Regions from separate parts of the Sus scrofa genome. Here region 1 is linked to region 2. Evidence: chromatin contacts called from public HiChIP or PLAC-seq data. All regions are on one chromosome and are shown on one strand. The core of a region is the stretch at or near the end of the contact, and the rest is flanking DNA. Distances in the headings are between cores, read along the strand shown.

Region 1 (3,558 bases), core at 266-2,765, 500 kb after region 2:
CAGCATTTATTTCCTAAGTTCTGGGAATTATTATTTAATCATAAAAGACAGCTAGTGAAAAGCACTAAAAACAACATTCTAACAAGAAAACAATCTACAAAGCCTTACACGTTCCCCTGATTTTTCTAACATTGGAAGAAATTCATCTAATATCAGTAAGCCAGTTAGAGAATACGAAGGAAAGAGGCAAAAAAAAAAGAAAAAGACATATTTCCTGTCATCAAGAAATTGAATTTGTTTAGAAGAGCTGGCATGGAAGAAATTTGTCTGATGTCAGCAAGCTGGTTAGAGAAATATGAAGGACAGAGAAGAAGAAAAATATCTTTGTGTCGCTAAGAAAATGAATTTATTTAGAAGGGCTTGCAGTGAGAAGGAAGATGGGGACAGCGAGAGAAGGTAAAGCTGGATGCAGCTTGGGGGATCCTCAGGTGGAGCCAACACCCCAGACCCAGGAGGAAGAGGATAGATGGCAGAGCCTTTAGGAGAAGTGTTACAAGGGAGCTGGCCTCCTCTGCTAACGCAGTTTCTAAGAACAGTCTGGGGTAGTGCAGACATTCCATTCAAATCAGTGGTTATTCTGGGGGTGGGGGGGGAAGACAGTAGCTGCTGGAACAAGTAAACGGGAAGCCCAAGAAAGTTAAGTTTCACACATAGAAAGTTCTCCAGGCTGGTCTCCATGTCACATTTGTCCAGCATCTCAGTGCATTGCCGTGGCCTTTCAACAGGCTTGGGGCACCACCCTTCTGAGAAGAGTTAAAATCTTCACCTCTCCCACCTCGTAGCTTCTAAAATTGGTGCTATTGTTGACCTTTTCTGTTTGTTTATAATGTAAAGTACATGCTGATGAAATCTAAGCTTTGCAAGGGAGCTGGAACATCTCAAGACGCTAATAAGTCCCTTTCATGGAGAATTCACAGAACACATTTTCTCTAAGCTGCCCAGTTATGGAAGGTGATGGGTATTCCAACAAGGTAATAATTTTTGAAAAGATTCCATCTCCGAGGTGACATTGAGTGACCCCAATGATAGAAAGCTCTGTCTACCCACTAAGGCAGCAGTCCCAACTATATGATCCTGGAATGAGTGTCCCCAGCATGATGAGCTCTGCCCACTGGAAGGACTCGAGCAGAAACAGGACATCTTGCCCCAGGGGACTTTCTGCCCTAGAAGCAGCTGGGACACGTGGGCTTCCTAGGGTGCTGGTTTTACAATCCTGGCAGCACAAAGCCAGGGAAAATAAGTCTATCTTAAAATGGCTTTGTTCTCAGAACTAGGAATTATAACTGCTGATTAAGAGACTGCAAACTCAATGGCCTGATTTGGAGGTAGCTATATTGCGAATGACTTCTTTGAAGAGTTTTCATGCTTCCTTTTGCTCTTCGGGTCTGTTTACATAATTTTTGTTCCTCATCATCGAGAAAGATTTATTACAAAACAGGCTGTACAACACACTGTGGGAAACAAGCTGTTCCTTGCAGCTTGTTAGGGAAGTGGTAAGATATATTAAGTATGTCTTATGAGTGTTGAAGGTAAGGTTAACAAAGCCTGTAGGGATGGAGTTCCCTGATGGCCTAGTGGTTAAGAACCTGGTGTTGTCACTGCTATGGCTTTGCATTGCTATTGTGGCACAGATTCAATCACTGGCCGAGGAATTTCTGTATGCTGCAGGTGTGGACAAAAAAAATTTTTTTTTAATTTTAAGAATTAAAAAAATAGAGACATTTTTATATATTAATGCATTTTCATTTGTCCTTCCTTAACTTTTCTTATGAAATCAAGATGCACGCAAACACCTACATACCCATCACCCGAGCTAGGAAATGGCAAATCACCCCACTTCTTTACCCCACATTTGTTGACATATTCTCCTTTAGTGTCTCCTAAAACTTTCATATCACATATGATCCAATCTTAGTTGCCACTGATTGGAAGAAAAATCATGATCTCAGAAATGATAAAATGTGAAAATCAAAGTGTATGCTTGAAATGATGACAGCAGGGCAATTTTGTTTTTCTTATGTAGGTCTTTAACCCAACTAAAACTGATTTGGTGATATGGTATCGAATCAGATAGATGGGTAGAGTGGGGTCCAAATTTACTTTTGGCTGGATGGATAATCAGCTGCCTCCTCATCATTTATTGAAAAGTTCACCCTTCAGCCTGTGATCTGGACCACTGTCCCTACCCCACATTGAGGAGCATCCATGTATATGAACAATACATTGAGTGTCTGTATATGCCAAGGGTGTTTCTGGACTCTCGTTTTTGTTTGATCGGTCTGTATTTCTATCCCTATATCTACCCCATCCTTACTGATTATTACAGTTTTGGTACATAGGAGGGTACTTCCTCTCTCTACCTTCTTCTTCAAGAGTCTCTTAGTGGCTCAGCAGGTTAAGGATCCAGTATTGTTACTGATGCTGCTTGGGTCACTGCTTTGGCATGAATTCAACTCTTGGCCTGGAACTTCTATACTGCAGGCACAGCCAAAATAAAGACTCTCAAAGAATAGACCTCTGGGAGTTCCCGTCGTGGCTCAGTGGTTAACAAATCCAACTAGGAACCATGAGGTTTCGGGTTCGAGCCCTGGACTTGCTCAGTGGGTTAAGGATCTGGCATTGCCGTGAGCTGTGGTGTAGGTCGCAGATGCAGCTGGGATCCCGTGTTGCTGTGGCTCTGGCGCAGGCCGGCAGCTACAGCTCCAATTGGACCCCTAGCCTGGGAACCTCCATATGCCCCGGGAGCAGCCCTAGAAGAGGCAAAAAGACAAAAAAAAAAAAAAAAAAGACCTCTGTTGGGATTTCACATGGAAATGCATTGAAGCTACAGATCAATTTGTGGAGAATTAATATTTCTATGAGATTGGGTCTTTTTTATCCATAAATATATTTCTCTAATTAGGTCATCTTCATACCCTTTCTATGAAGTTTTATAATTGTCCTTGTAAAAGTCTTGCATATATTTTGTTAGATTCATTCCTAAGTATCTTTTTTTCTTTTTAAATGGCTGCACTCATGGCATGTGGAAGTTCCTGGGCCAGGGATTGAATCTGGGTCACAGCTGAGGCAACACCAGATCCTTTATAACCCATTGTGCAGGGCCAGGCATCGAACCCACTGTAGTTCAGATTCTTAACCCAGTGGACCACAGGGGTAACTCCTATGTTTCCCATTTTCAAGGGAACGGTTGCGTGTGATGTTTGCTGTAGGGTTTTGTAAATATCTTTTTCACATTGGTAAACCTAGTCATGCTTGTGTTTTCAATTAGTGTTTATAATTTTTTTTTTTTGTCTTTTTTTTTTGCCATTTCTTGGGCCGCTTCCGCGGCATATGGAGGTTCCCAGGCTAGGGGTCGAATCGGAGCTGTAGCTGCCAGCCTATGCCAGAGCCACAGCAACACAGGATCCGAGCCACGTCTGCAAATTACACCACAGCTCACGGCAACGCCGGATCGTTAACCCACTGAGCAAGGGCAGGGATCGAACCTGCAACCTCATGGTTCCTAGTTGGATTTGTTAACCACTGCGCCACAACGGGAACTCCTATAATTATTGATTC
Region 2 (3,497 bases), core at 80-2,579:
ATCTGGAACGTTAAAGGATCGAGTCAAGGACTAGCCAGATGTCTGCTGCCTTTCAAGATGTTCCTTTGAAATGACTGATTTCAGGCAAGAACTGGTTTTACATATGGTAACCCTCCATTTCTCAGAGTGGTTAACTTCTTGCCAAGCTTCATTAAAGGTTCCCATGAGAGGCTTCAGATCTCAGTGCCTGGACCTGGGCCTTCTAAAATGACTTTCCTCCAAACAACACTTAACTTCCTTTAATTTAGTTAATTAATGGAACTTTCTGAAGAGAACAGCGGCTTTGATCTGAACCTCTTTCTTAGTTTTCTTAACATTTCCGGAAAGGGACAAAGGGGGCTGCCCTTGCAACTGACTAGAGCTACCAGGGCCTCACAACTGTAATCCTTCCTCCAAATCAGGGACCGGATTGCTCCGAAGGAGGGAGGAGCCCAGGAGAGGAAGAAGCCTTGGTTAAAAAGACTGCCCTGGGCATTTTCGTGGGTGTTTGCCCCACACAGAGATAAAAGAGCTAAGGTGGGGCTGCAAAGCAGGCTCTCTGGGAGGCTGGGCCAGCAGTTTGGGAATCCTAAATCATCTTTGCAAATAAACTAACAGGAAACCAGTGAAGGGAATTAGAAATGTTTCTACCTGAGAGAAAGGCTTCTGCAAACAATCGACAAATTCAGATAAAAATGGAAAATGCCAGTCCCACCCAGCAGAACCCTCGTTTTCTTGGCTATTCATCCTCACTGCCATCCACTTAACCAAAGAGCGGCAGCAGCTTTTGCTTTTCAACTTGCCAAGGTAACAAAAACTGTTGCCCTAGCAGCTGCTGGGGGGGGGGGGGAAGGTCAGCACCCTCAACCCAGAGCTCTTACCCTTAATTTTAAGGTGGTAAATTAAAAAGCAAGACATTCTGGGTCTTGACTTACTCTTTGCGTTTTTTTCTGGAAGACAAAAGCAGCCAAGCCATCCCCCTTCCTTGTGACTTACCTGGGAGCCGAGCCTCGGATTTCCAGGTACATCGGTGATGTTCCGAGATTGGTCACCAGGGGGCGCTCGAGAGCGGGCTGCCTGCAGCAATACTTTGTTTTCTCAGACTGAGCTGGGAGGGAGGGGGGGTGGTGAGGGAGATGCCGCTGGCTTTAAAAAAAAAATCCTTTTGTTCTCTGAAATCCTGCTGCCTGCCGTTTTAGAAGGCAAAGGTTGCCACGTTACCTGTTGCCAGGTTCCTGCGAGTGCTTGGGGAAAATGTGGGCGACAAAGGTAACGCACAAAGTCCTCGGGCTCGGTGGCTTTCAAGCCCTTTGGCCGGGCTGGGCGCTGACATTTGGAGCGCAGCTGCGGCGATCGGCCCAGCATTGTTGGGTTGTAGTTCTAACAGAGGAGTGGCTGCGTCTGACATCATTTCCAGGCATGGAGTGCCTGGGGCTTTTTTTTCTTTCCTTCTTTCTTTTCTTTTTTTAATGACTAACTTTCTAACCCCCCCCCCCCACACACACACACACACGCACACCCCGGTTTGGGACAGTACACGCACTGTGCACGACAAGCCTCACCTCAGGAAGCCCAAGTTTTGTAGCAACTTGTTAAAATAACTCGGGTGCCTCAGGAAAAAAAAAAATCTGTGACTCTGAAACAAACCTTGCCATTCTTCCTCTGAGAACAATGTTGTGTTTGATTTGCAGCAGAAAGCGCTGCTCTCCCCGGCTACTATCGACTGAATAGATCTCGGAGCCAGACAAGCTGAGGCTTGGGCGTTTGTCTGGCATTAGGAAGTGTCTGGAATACTAGTAACTACCCACTGGCAAGTCCTATGACTACAAAAGTTATTACAGCAGCCCTCCCTCTCTGTCCACATCCCGCTCCGCCCCCTACACCCTCACACAGGCCCTGCTTTTTTCTACTTGACCGAGGAAAGGTTAGCTGTTCCTGCGGTTTCCGTGGAGGATGGCTCTGGTGGAAATCGTTCTCACAGCCTCTTCCCTTGAGCCAAAACTAACCAGGGGGAAGGCCAGCAGCGGCCCGGGTCCCCTCAGAAGCCCCGGCCCCGCCCCCGCGGCCCTGGGATGGCCACCCTCTCCCCGTGGGGCCAGCAGGGCGCGGACCACTGACCAGCACACTTTGGGTGGCCTGTACATGTTGAGCTGTAAATATTTTGAAAGAAGGCGGTTATTTTTCCCCGTGTGGTGTTTTTTGCGGCGTTTCTCCCTTTGGCAGCAGTTTTCAAGCTGCATGGGCACACCCCTTGCTGACCCATCCACATGCATGCATCCTCCTCACCTTTGCCCAGGTCCTGCAGCTGGGAGCCGTCTCCTGGAATTTGTCACAGAAAGCATTAAGCTTTACTGGCCAAGGCATTTAAGGTTTAATAGCAGATGAGTCCAGGTGATTTGAGTGAAGGAAAAGAGGTGGCATTTGGAGGCCAGAGAACACTAACTCTACCACCTCGTAGCTGCATGACTTAGAGCAATCAGTTACCTGCCCTGAGCCTCTGTCTTACCATCATATATATATATGGGTTTAGTGAGATCTCCCTGGGTCTCGAGACCCTGTCTATTAAATTCGCACGGAGCTCCCGTCGTGGCGCAGTGGTTAATGAATCTGACTAGGAACCATGAGGCTGCGGGTTCAGTCCCTACCCTTGCTCAGTGGGTTAACGATCCGGCGTTGCCGTGAGCTGTGGTGTAGGTTGCAGACCGGCTCGGATCCCGCGTTGCTGTGGCTCTGGCGTAGGCTGGCGGCTACAGCTCCGATTCGACCCAGAGCCTGGGAACCTCCATATGCCGCAGGAGCGGACCAAAGAAATAGCAAAAAAAAAAAAAAAAAAAGCCCCCAAAAATAATAATAATAAAAATAAAATAAAATAAATTTGCAGCGCGTTGAATGTTACAAAGGATGGTGATTAGGTTGATCTCACGGCAGATGAAAGTCAAGACACGCTCCATCTCATCATCTTTGTTTTCACCTGGGCTTGTGCTTTTATCCTGGGAACACACCCTGGCCAAACCATCAACTTTTCTGGTGCTTAGTAGGGGGTCTGGCCTGGGGAGTGTGTCACCATGGGGAGCATGGCTCCCACAGTTTGTTGTAAGTTCAGCCCCTCTGGGTCAGCCTGCCTGGAAGCAGCAGCAGCAGCAGCAAACTTCTCTGTTAGGAGTTTTATCTTCATTGGTGCCAAGATCTGTTCCCAGGATGCCAGAACAGTCCTATCTGCTACCAACAGCCTGTGGGTAACTCTCCTGGCTTCCTGCTTTGGCTGTTTATCATCCCTCTCAATGGGCCCCTACTTCTCTGACTCTTTTCTGGGTTCTATTCATAAAGCCACAGGAGCTCTGGCTTGGGAGGCAACTCTGCTCACCACTATACCACCAACGCACACTGGGAGCTCCAGTCTGAAAGAAGTCTTCTCTACTTCAGACCTCCCACTCCCACCCCCCGCAAGGTGATGGTACAGTTGCAGTAACTTCCTAGCCAAAAGATGAGCTGGTCTGTACTTGCACACTTCCAGGGAC

Evidence for each region. HiChIP or PLAC-seq counts read pairs in DNA pulled down with a chosen protein or histone mark.
Region 1: a contact with region 2 is called in an H3K27ac HiChIP or PLAC-seq map of alveolar macrophages. The contact joins two enhancer-like sites. A contact is called at or near these places in 2 of 2 datasets of contacts at active chromatin or transcription factors (alveolar macrophages and skeletal muscle).

The regions. Positions count from the first base shown.
Region 1 is chr6:103,630,651-103,634,208 of Sscrofa11.1, forward strand. It overlaps a transcript of LPIN2 not described here. Among named protein-coding and RNA genes, the nearest start is that of LPIN2, 55 kb to the right of the region's middle. Within about 2 kb of position 1,516, at least 12 of the 83 cell types and tissues checked have an H3K27ac peak or open chromatin away from gene starts, as enhancers often do. A contact at or near this core is called in alveolar macrophages, where this site is marked.
Region 2 is chr6:103,132,117-103,135,613 of Sscrofa11.1, forward strand. The region is part of intron 7 of DLGAP1 (disks large-associated protein 1); the gene reads left to right. Among named protein-coding and RNA genes, the nearest start is that of TGIF1, 100 kb to the right of the region's middle. Within about 2 kb of position 1,330, at least 69 of the 83 cell types and tissues checked have an H3K27ac peak or open chromatin away from gene starts, as enhancers often do. A contact at or near this core is called in alveolar macrophages, where this site is marked.